Regions from separate parts of the Mus musculus genome. Here region 1 is linked to region 2. Evidence: chromatin contacts called from public Hi-C data. All regions are on one chromosome and are shown on one strand. Each heading gives the region's core, a stretch centred on a gene start, on an enhancer-like site or on the middle of the called end of the contact. The rest is flanking DNA. Distances are from core to core; before and after follow the strand shown. Region 1 holds the start of Ptbp2 (polypyrimidine tract binding protein 2). Region 2 overlaps Ptbp2 (polypyrimidine tract binding protein 2).

Region 1 (5,845 bases), core at 2,832-5,331, 50 kb before region 2:
GAGGAACAAGTATTCAAATATATGAGCCTTCTGGGGTCTGTCCTCATTCAAACCACTGCACAGTCCATCATTGGTGGGATGTCAAGGGAACAGGGATGTGAAGCAGCTAGTTCATCCACGGTGCAAGTGAAGAGAGAGTGAAAACATTTGTGTTCACTGCTCAGTATGCTCTACTTCGTACAGTCCAGGGCCCAACCCCAGGCAATGCTCTCACCACAGTGGGGTGCCCCTTCCCACTCAGTTACTGTAATGGAACCAATCCCCCACAGACATGCCTGCAGGCCAACCTGATGTAGACAGCCCCTCACTGAGACTGTCCTTCTAGATGCTCCTCACTGTGTCCAGTTGACAGTTAAATCAACCATCACAATGTCAATACCGGTATTAGAACCTATCCAAAAATGTATGTAGTAAAATGGAAAGGTGGGCGGCGAAGGGAATCTGGATGGCGAGCAGGATCCTAAAATATATGCTCTTTCTTCTTCTAGTAGATTTGCTGGGACATAGTTCACATGTTCTGAAGTCATAAGCATCGTGTTTCAGTTGAGTTGAAGTATATTTGGAAAATTGTCAAACCCTTTCCACATGGCAGTTAAAGTACATTTGGGAAATTGTAAAACCCTTACTATAGGGCAGTTAGGAATAACTTTCTTCATGATAAAGAGGAACTTATTGCCTTTACATCTATTTTACATCCCATGCTCGGTGCCCAGCAACCTAGTACCTAGTATGGCCCCTCTTTGATTGTTTCCCTTCTCCAGGGGGTTTGCATAAGCTTTGACAGCTTCTCAATGTCCTTTTCTCTACTTTGAGTTCATATTACCTTTTCAAAAATGAAATACTATTAATTGGTATATTATTATTTCTCTTGTTAGACTGGAAAACTAACTGATACTCCAGTACCCTAAGCAGACTAAGAATAAAATGTTATGGAAGTGAACATGGTCCCATTTCTTACTTTTATTGCATCAGTATTAGACCTTATTTTGGCTTAGCCTAGGCTGAAATTTAGATTTAATGATTGTTCACATAAGTGAAAAATTTTCTGTGAAAGGTCAAAACAGTTACCATTCGGATGGAAAAGAACACATTACTGTACTGAAAGAAGATCTGGGTATGAAAAGAATACTGTCCAGCCACTTCACTTTTTATTGCCCTATTCTGTTAGGACTTCATAAACATGAATTGAATCTAGTCGGCATTTACAAGGGTTGGCCATCCTCCACTGTTTAATAATCCAGCCCCTAGTTAACCTACACAGGCACACAGATTGACATATGGGTGGGACTTTACAAATTTGCCGGTGACATTTCCCCTGGTTTATTCATTTGTACGAGTGCCAATCTAATTTCATTACTGACATGTTTAACCTTTGTGAAGAATCTCTGTACAGATACAGCTATACGGATACGGGCTGCCTCCGAAGTTCCAAAAGCCAAAAGTGTGGCCTGTTCCTTCTGCAGAGAATAGTATCAGTGACAGGAACAACAACCAATCACCAACAATCAAGGCGATAGCAGCACCGCTTCTTAAGCATTGACTGCGGCCAGGCTGTCAACTGGACACCAATTTGGATGATGACGTCACTCTTAATCTCATTTTCATGAACTTCATCCTTGGGTTATGCTGACCATGTCCAGTGTCACGTAGCTAACAAATGGAACATCTCAAACGCGAAGCCAGGCTTTCATGGATATGTTTTTGTGGTATATAGCACACAGGGATTACAGTCTTGTCCTGCTACCAGATGCCTACAACTGCAGGTGCTAGCAGCCTCTGTATCTGTTATTTCATTCTGTACGCCCATCTTCCCAAAACAATGTATGATAAGCTAACCTCACACTATTCGTATATTAGACATAGCCAGAGATTAACAATACTAAAAACAGAGTAACTGCACAAAACATACTCAGGAAAGACATGGGAATATGTTTCCTGTCTTGAAATACTTGGTTGCTTGTTCACCTCCAGGGAAGCATTTTACGATTTCTTGACATATGACACTTTCTTGGCATACGGATTGCCAGGAGCACTACTCTCGTGCTTTGGGAGTTGAGGTAACTAAGGAACTCCTTCCTGCACATACAAACCTTGAGATAACATGATAGTTAAGCTGATCGAAGACACCTGTTCATTGAATAAGCTAGCTGGAAGATAGCGTGTTTAGCCTTGATACACTGAACATAGAGGTGACCCATGTCCTGACTGGAGAGTGAGATGGAGGCGATTTCATTATGCTTTACCTCAGAATGGTGCAGAATTTTAAACTATAAATCATGTCTAGATTTTACACTTAATATTTCCCAGCCACGGTTTACCACTGAACAAATGGCTTGAAACAGAAACCTCAGGTAGATGTCCAGAGGAGCCTATTGCTGTGTGCTGATACATCAGCATCATTCCCAACTTTAAACCCTTATTTCTTTACTACATTTTAAAATCTAGTGCTTTATGTGTCTTGCCTTGCGAACTACCTCACATATTTCCTACCGAAGTGTTGACTTAAATAAGCCAGCATATTGACTGTGCTGTGGTTTGCCCTTATACTTTATTAGAAGACCAACAAAAGGTTGTAGTTTAGTGAACATCTGACACTTGACAGAAGTTCTGCTCTTCTTGACCCAGATTGTCTTCCCTGAGATAAAACGAGAACCAATTATCAGTGTTGATTGTGCCAGTGCGAAGAAGATGGAGAATGCATCCTGGATCCCCTCCCTCCCTCCCTCCCTCTGGGAGCATACAGATTTAATTGTTGAGTTGAAACTATGTGAACAAAACCACAACCCATGAAAAACTATTATTAATGGAAATGATAATGGGGCCTTTACGTATCATAAGTCAAAAGTATAGATAGAAGGGAGGTGTTGCCGGAAATTAGATTTTTAAAAAGAATCGACAATCCCTAAGGCAAATCAAGACTATTTGACCAGGTGGTGGCTTGGAAACGTTCTTAGAGCAACAACAGTGCACATATGTGTGTGGTTGTTGTTGATTGCCTTTGAAACAAGGTCTCACTAAGTTTCTTCATCCTCTGGAGTAGCTGGGGCCAGGTTCTGACTTATCTTTTAAAAATAATATACAATCTCCCATTTAGTGAGGTGAAATTCCAGGTGGTAAGGGCAAGAGGCTTCTTGAAGGGGACGCGGCAGATCTGGAGGAGGTATGGAGGACACCTGGACAGACACAGTTGGTAAGTGCTGGAGGAGGTAGGGAAGAGCAAAGGGTGGTGCTGGCATTAGTGGCATGCCGGGAACATTTTCCGAAACCAAATGTTGCTGGGGCTATGATACAAATACATTAAAGAAGAACGGAAAACATGTTCTATGATATTAAGACCTTTAGTTCTATGGAAAAGTGATTTTTGTCTAGGCCGTTTTAACATTTTCATCCCCTGTAACTAATGCTAACTCAATTGGCCTCCTCTTTCCATATCCCCAAATGTTGGAATACAGGAACGCTTTCTGCCACCTCGCTCGCTCAGCGTGTGGCCATTCCCATGTAGGGATCTTGGAATATATGTTTTTCCTAACAGATGCACAAAAATTACCAACCCACATGAGAATCACCTTTTCTTCCTCTTGGCCTGATTGATTCCAGGTTTGTAAGCAAACACTAAGCTGGTGAGCAGTCCTTAATTAGGAGATGTTGTTATATTTTCCTAAGCAATGGATCTTGACCAGGGGGGTAAGCTCTTTGAGGATGAAGAATTTGTAAACGAGGTCTAGGATGCAGCTATAAAGTCTTTTTCTCTAGAGCTGAGAGGGCGAAGGGTGCCCGGGCCGGGCCTGGGATTGGTCCTTTGTGGTAATAATGCAGCTTGAGGTTGGAAGGAAGAGTGGAAGCAGCCTGAGAGCAGCAGGGTTGCAGTCCGGGCTAGCCTGAGGCACACACGGTGCAGGCTGCAGGCTGTCCCACTCACACCGCCCACGGAAGAGAAAGAACCCAGGTCAGCCAGCCACTGCAGCGGGCTCGTCTCCGAGGGCGGGAGGCAGTGCGCGCGCGGGCGGGCGGGCGGGCAAGCGGGCGGAGGCAGCCAACGGCGGAGGCGCCCACTCCCCCGGTCCCTGTGCCCCGCCGCTCGTCTCCCGCCGCCGCCGGGCGCCCGCGCGCTCGGCTCTTTCCGCCGCCGCGCGCTGCCCCGTGCGCTCCGGCACCTTCGGCAATTTCCGTCGGGCCCTGGCCGCCATTTTCTCGCCGCTTGTGTGGCTCGCTGGCTGCGTGGCTCGGTTCTTGGGAGCGAAGCTTTGTCCGGTTCGGCAATGGACGGGTAGGTACCGGGAGCCCGTGAGGAGATGGGCGAGGGAGAGGAGGCCGGCGAGGCGGCGGCCGGGATCCGGGTCGGGTCGGGTCCCGGGAAGCGGGGCTCGGGCGGCCCCTCCCAGGCCGCGCCGCCGTTACCCAACCCCCGCCCCATCACACACACCCCTCCCCGGGCTTCCCTCGGCCGCTCCGGCTACCGGCTCGAACCGCAGCCGCGGCTGGGAGGCCGGGGAGGCCTCGGGGCTGCTGTGGGGACGCGGGGCGGCCCGACTGCGGGGGATGGGGCGGGAAGCCCGGGGCGGCCCTGCCCCCTCGGGAGCCATGTCGACGCCGCGGGGAGACCCGAACCCTGGGGTGGCGGCGGCGGCGGCGGCGGCGGCGCGGGCGCGAGCGGGCCAAGCCGCGGAGGCCTGTGCGGAGCGCGAAGCCTGAGCGAGGCCCGCCATCCCCGGCCTCGCCCGAAACGCCGCGGCCGGAGCGCCGAGTGGGAGCTGCGGGGAAGGGGAGGGCGCGTGGCGGCGGGAGGGAGGAGGGCACATGTCACACTCCTTTGTTTTCATCCGAGTCTGGGAGCGGGGGCGGGAGGCCATCGGAATGCCTTTACCACCACCACAACGACAACAACAAGAATTCGGGGCTCGGCCCACAGGGCCCAGAAATTAAGCCATAAACAAAACCAAACCCCCATGAAGTGTTGGAGAGGCAGCATCAGTCACATGGGCAAAGGCCACAAGCCACGCAAGGCAGACAACAGATAATCCACACAGGGTTGGCCTTCCCCCGCCCCCTACTTTGATTAGTTTCTGGAGGAAAAAAAAATACAAAAATAAAAACAAACACCCCCCCCCCCACACCAGCCCCCCAAGCAAATATGGAACATGGATCAGAGTCGTGTTGCATCTTTGGAGAGGCTGGGCGTGAAGACCGGAGGATGCTGAGTGAGATGAGAGAGCTGTGAGAAGAAAAGAGGAGGCTCACCAATGTCGCGCCCTTGTTAACTCCACATCCCGAACGACCCAGTTCAACTCATTGTTCAGAGAAGGGGGCCACAGTTCACAGCCCACAGAGAGGAAGGGGCACGAAAAGAGACCCAGTGAACATGAACCTTTATTAAAATTGAGGGTCTGGATTTGACGAGTCTAAGAAAGTAAAATCCGAGTTTATTCAATAGGTTATCAGTCTAGAGTTAGTTATCTGGTGTTTTAGAAGAGATAATAAAAAGGCTTTAAACATCATTGCCACAAATTACCTTAATGGGATATTATTTACCACAGGAAATGTAGCTTTAGACATGTGAATTATCCCCAGACAGTTTTCCAATTTCCAGATTTTGTTTAGGTTACCAAAGAACTCACTCAACGTTGCTGATGTCAGTATATAAGCACGTTAGGAATAGTATAGTGTTTCTGCATTTTCATCTTGCTGTTAAAGGTTCTTAAAAATGATCATAAACTGACTGAAACGTCGAATGGTTCAAAATTATTTCTAAAAAAAAAAAAAAACAAAAAACAAAAACAAAAAACCTCCAGGTAAATAATAGTTAAAAAAAATTATCACTGAGCATCTGTGTATTGCCAGGGCCTGG
Region 2 (5,470 bases), core at 700-3,199:
GTGTCACCAAACCAGGCAGAGGGTTTTCTTTCTCCCTCGTTTTTAAATTTATTTATTCTTTCATTGAGAGCAGTTTTTCGCTTAGATAGTATATCCTGATTATGCTTTCCCCTCCCTCTCCTCCTCCTAGTTCCATCCTACCCTCCCCCAGTCAAATCCAGTCCCTTTTTGTCTCTCAGTAGTAAACAAAAAGGCTTCTAAAGGATAGTACCAAGATAAAACAAAAACTATCAAATCAGCATACGACAAAACTAGTAAAGAAAAATCAAAAGGTGTAAGAAACACATGTAGATATAGAAACTTATTAATCCCATAAAAAACACAAAACTGGAAACCATATAAAGGCCATGTAGTATAATAAAAGAAAAAATAAATTTAAAAAAGTAAAAATAAAAATTAAAAGGAGGAAAAGACCATGACTTGACATGACATGACATGAGACAGGAACTTCTTAAAGACAGTGAGTTCATTTTCTATTGGCCATCTATGGCTGAGCCTGGGGCTTTGCCCTTAAAGAGTGCTTTGTGTTTTCAATGAGACTCCCTTGAAGAAAACTAATTTTCATTCACCAGAGGTTATCAGTAGGAGATTGCTTTTAGGTTAGGAATGAGACGTGTCTACTTCTGCTTTCGGTTCTAGGACCCTGGTGCAGACCTGGGCAGACCCTCCCTCAGTCTGTGTGCATTGATCCTGTTGATTTACAGGGTTTTGTGTCCTCGGTAACCTTCTTCCCCTCCGGCTTTTAAACTCTGCCCACCTCTTCTACTGAGTGCCCTGAGCCCAGAGGTGAGGGATTTTGACTGAGACATAACCTTTTGGGGCTGAACATTTCAAGGTCTCTTCCCTCTCTCCATATTGTCTCACTGTTGGCCTATGTTTTTGTTCCTGGCTGCTAGGCAGAAATTTCTTAATGTGACGAAATATTTAACCTGCATCAAAATTTCTTAGTTTTAAAAGGTATTTATTTATGTTTGGTCTTTTTAGATACAATCTCAATATGTAACTCAGGGTCCTGTGCCAGTCCCTATATTTAAAAAAAAAAGTGGCTTTTTGTTTGTTCATCTTTTTAAGGTAGCCTTGTACAGAGCAAGATTCTGAGAGAGATAATTGATGTTAGTTGTTATTTATCTGCATAATTTCTTTTTGTACTGTGATAAGCCCTCTTTTCTGTCCCAACTTCAGTTTTATTGGTTTGATAAAAAGACAAAAAACATTAAATTAAGCTTTTAGAAAGTTGCTAGTTATACACTGCTCTGGTTGTTTCCCTGCGGGGTCATACATTCTTCCTGTGTGCACTGCGTTTGGGCTTACTGCATCTCTGAAGAAGACACTAGCATCTGGTTCCTCCATGGCTCCTCACTTGGTTGTGCTGGAGAGTGGTTGTGACTTACTATTACCACATGAAGCCTTCATTCTAGTTTTCTGCTAACCGGTTAGTATTCACTAGTGACTTCTGCCTTAGTATCTTTCATCAGAATGAGGAGTTTGAAAGATTGTCCTCCTTTCACATACTTCTTTTTCATTAGTTAGCAAAAACTTAAGGTTTTTTTTTTCCCCCTCAATAAGCTAGACCTTTGCCTTGTCATAGAGTGTGTGTGCGAAATAATTCTGGTCTTTCTTTCACTTACTTTTGGGGCTGGAAGCAGTACTGCAGACTAAGCCCCGAACCTCAGACCCTTTTGGGCATATGCTATGACTCAGCCTATCTTTAAGGCAGTGTAGAGCAAAAAATTCCTCAGTTTCTTTGCTAACAAATACAGTTGCTAGACAAAACATTTGCATGTATTTAGTTGTTTTAATTATGACTGGGTACAAGCATTCATTGTTGTGAAGTTTATGAATTGGTACAGGGTATAGGCTAGATTATTCCCAGTATCTGCTTTATACTTTAGGAGCCATTGCTTCCAGGTTCTAGTAGCCTGCGAGAGTAGCCTAGGGAGTCATTGATGCAGTTTATTCATGTGTGATTGTTGACTCACTTGCCCTTTCTCTGACTCCAGAATGGAAGGAACTGGGCAGGGGACTTAACAAAGCTACTAATCAAAGTTTATCCCAGGTTAGATATATTTCTTTCTCCAAAGAAACGCATCCCCATGAATCAAAAAAGATCAGAAAGCAATAGTATTTTCTTAATAAATAGCAGAAGATAATACATTATACCTCTTGTCATAATTGTGAGAACAGAAACAGACCCTGGTGTGACTGAGGCAGTGAGAAGTTTTCAGTTTAGTCATAATAAATTGGACCTTTTTACTTTCTTTGCTTGGCCCTTCTAGCCTTTCCCTTTCACTTCTCAAATAGTCTTTGTTCTACTTCCACGTCGCTTCTTAGACTGTAGAGTGTCCACATAGCACAGTACAACTGGGGAGTCTCTTCCATCCCTCAGCAGCAGCTTCCATAGCACAGACCCATCATTTTGATGAGGTCTAATTTACTGTCTTGTCTTAGTGGTTTGTGAGGTTCAATCGTGAAGGTGTGGTCTCTTTTCTAGCACTTTTGGTTTTAGTTTTTTCGAAAATTTTTTGTCGTTGTTTCAAACTAGCCGATTCTCCCAGTCTAACCAAGGCTGAACCTCTATTGAGTTACATCCGTTCTTTTTCAAATATTTTCTGGTGTGTGTTTATGTTCCATTCATGCTTGCGTGTTTCTATCGGTACCTTACTACCTTGTTTACTCTAGCTCTATATTCAGTATTATAAACATCTTTCCATCATTTTGTCATTTTCTTTCAAAATTATTTTGAATAATTTTAGTGCCTTTCTGTCAGTCTTCTGCTTTTAAAAAAACATTTCCTGAAATTACATTTGCCATTGGTTCCCTTTTTTGTGATTCTATAACTTATGCAGAAAAATGTAAACAGCTTTTACAAGACATTCCATTATACATGTTATATTAAGTATTTTATCATAGCACCAGGAGAAAAAACTGTAAGTGAGTATTGTAGCAGTAATAGAGCTGTTTTCATTGTTTCCATAATATATGCTAGTAAGACCTGGTTTTTCATCTGTGTATGTTCAAAAAACATGAATTACTGTAGTTTTTAATATTTTTAACATTTTTTAATTTGTTCATAGTGGTTTCTACTTCTAAAGTTTCTATTGAACCATTAGTAAAACATGCTTAGAAAGATGGAAACGCTGCTTGTTAATTTTGTGAATCAAAAGGTTCCCTTCAATTATTAAGGCGTTGCTAGAATTAAGTACCTTTTTTAAAGAGACTAGTGCTAGTGAAGAGTTGTGAACGCGTGAATACAAGGATTAGCAGCACTCTGTCCTGTCTCCCATTATTTAGTTCCTATTTAAAAATTTGACTCCACTGTCAAATACCTAGACAGATTATTTTAAGGATAGTTTCTCCCTACAGAATAACTAGAAAAATACCAGTTTAAAGAAAAACTACTTCAGATTTTATCTCTACTTAAAGTTCTTTATGTCATTTGTTGTGGCAGGAACATTTAAAATACAACCATTTACTAAGTGTTTCAGTCAGAGATGGATTCATCTAGAGAAGATGTTCTCATTAGATTGTAATATAGGTAAAAAATGCTACTGTATAGTAACATTGTCTCATGAGAGACATGAAACAGTTGTGCTGCCTACTGTATAAACATATAGTGAATATAGTTAATGTACAGTATATAATACTTGGTAATGTTGTTGAATGACTTGCTGGCTTTATATCATACCTTTTAAACATTATTTTAGGAAAGACTCCAGTAACTTGGAAAACTTACTGTACCATAGTGTCCCATGTTATTCCAGGAGCAGTCTTAATGCATATATAATGTATGTTCAAAGATGATCTGAGAAAATGTGGATTCTTGGTCTATTAATCTGTGTCTTATATTACTGTAGTTGAATTTTTGTATACTCTTAATGTTTACATCTTAATTCTTTTAGAAAAGAAATTGGGGAACAACTGTCATGACACCAGTCTGTAATCTCAGAACAGGACCAAGAAGATTGAGGATTTTAAGACTGAATAGCCTGAATTCTATAACAGTTCTATAATAGCCTTTGGCTCTAGAAGACTTGTTACAATGAAACCATGCTGCAGACTTAACTATAAGCTTACTATAGTCATGTGCACCTGTAATCCTATTTGGGAGGCTGAGGCAGGAATGTCATGAATTCAAGAACTGTCTGAAGCACCTAGTGTGAGACCTTGTCTCACCAGAATAATAAAACAGAAAGATGACAGCTACTGATGACATGTATGAAACTCAGAAAAGCTTCCTAAAGATTTACATCACATCTGTGTGTGCAGTTAGTGCAACAGAAGAAGGTAGCTTGAGGTGAAGTTATACAGGAGAGTTTCATCAACGAGAAAACACAAGATACATACAGAAGGTTTCAATTAGGTTCTTGATTTTAAGCATATTTTTTCATATTACTTTGAACAGAATACCAAGGTGTCTGATGATATTTTATATTCTAGTGGGAGGTGATTCCCAAGAATAGTTTTGATTTAAGATAATAAATGTAGTGTTGTTTTCTGAGAGTGAAATCTGTGATTCATGATCAGAAATAGCTGATGTATCTTCTAAAGAATCAGGAGGGTCTAAGGAGCTCTGTGTGCAGTGTAAGCAAAGGTGACACAAAGTCTGCGCTGTGTTTCACAAGGGACAAATATTTTGAATGGCACATAGAATAAATAGGAATGAGATGGTGCTACAAAAGGTTACAGAGCAAGATCTTAAGGATAATGTTATCTGTGAAATGTGAATTTTATACTGGAGTTATTAGCGTCTTAGCATCAAAAGCTTACCAAAAAAATAAGCTTCCAGGCATTCTCTATTTTATGAAGATAGATTATAATTATCCAAAATGTTAATTAATGTTTGCTGAAGGATCTATTGGTTGTCTGAATAATTGAGTAAGGATGGTCAGTTTAGTTTTTAAGAAACTGGCTTCATGGTGTATCTGGGGACTAAAGACAGGTTCACTAAATGCTTTTATTTTTATTTTTTATTTTTGTCTCAAAGAGTCTAAGATAGCATGAAATGAAATGTGGCAAAAGTAACTAAATGCAGTATATTTTAATGATAGTTATTTATAAAGAATGTGGCGCACGCCTTTAATCCCAGCACTTGGGAGGCAAAGGCAGGTGGATTTCTGAGTTTGGGGCCAGCCTGGTCTACAATGTGAGTTCCAAGACAGCCAGGGTTATACAGAGAAACCCTGTCTCAAAAAATCTTTAAAAAAAAAAAAAAGAATGAAATGTGAAGATACCTATGAGACAAAAGGGAATTTAGTGTAAAGATCTGTTTGTTTAAAGACAGGGTCTCACTGTGAAACTTAGGCAGGCTTGCAATATCAGGCTGCTCTCCAGCTCACAAAGATCCATGTGTGTCTGACTTCCAAGTGCTAGAAGCAAAAGCATGCACTCCCATACCTAATCTAATCTAGAATTTAAAATTTTAGTCTGAATTTTGGCAAGAGCTATAGGGAGCTGTGAATTTAGAAACCAG

What was found. A called contact is a pair of places that touch in the nucleus more often than the background predicts.
Region 1: a contact with region 2 is called in a Hi-C map of conventional type 1 dendritic cells, with 2.0 times the contacts expected there. The contact joins the promoter of Ptbp2 here to the enhancer-like site in region 2. A contact is called at or near these places in 6 of 39 promoter capture datasets (the C10 cell line, the HPC-7 cell line, hematopoietic stem and progenitor cells and 3 more), 1 of 15 datasets of contacts at CTCF or cohesin (the NIH/3T3 cell line), 6 of 484 Hi-C or Micro-C datasets (the G1E-ER4 cell line, conventional type 1 dendritic cells, liver and 3 more), 7 of 115 datasets of contacts at active chromatin or transcription factors (the 230-238 cell line, CD8 T cells, the SCID.adh cell line and 2 more) and 5 of 9 other capture datasets (adipose tissue, bone marrow-derived macrophages, liver and 2 more).

What each region holds. Positions count from the first base shown.
Region 1 is chr3:119,781,624-119,787,468 of GRCm38.p6, reverse strand. Ptbp2 (polypyrimidine tract binding protein 2) reads left to right here and starts at 4,081. Exons shown (of 14, transcript NM_001310711.1): 1 at 4,081-4,267. The coding sequence starts at 4,260.
Region 2 is chr3:119,730,305-119,735,774 of GRCm38.p6, reverse strand. The region is part of intron 8 of Ptbp2 (polypyrimidine tract binding protein 2); the gene reads left to right. Among named protein-coding and RNA genes, the nearest start is that of Ptbp2, 50 kb to the left of the region's middle. Within about 2 kb of position 1,949, at least 4 of the 459 cell types and tissues checked have an H3K27ac peak or open chromatin away from gene starts, as enhancers often do. A contact at or near this core is called in conventional type 1 dendritic cells, where this site is marked.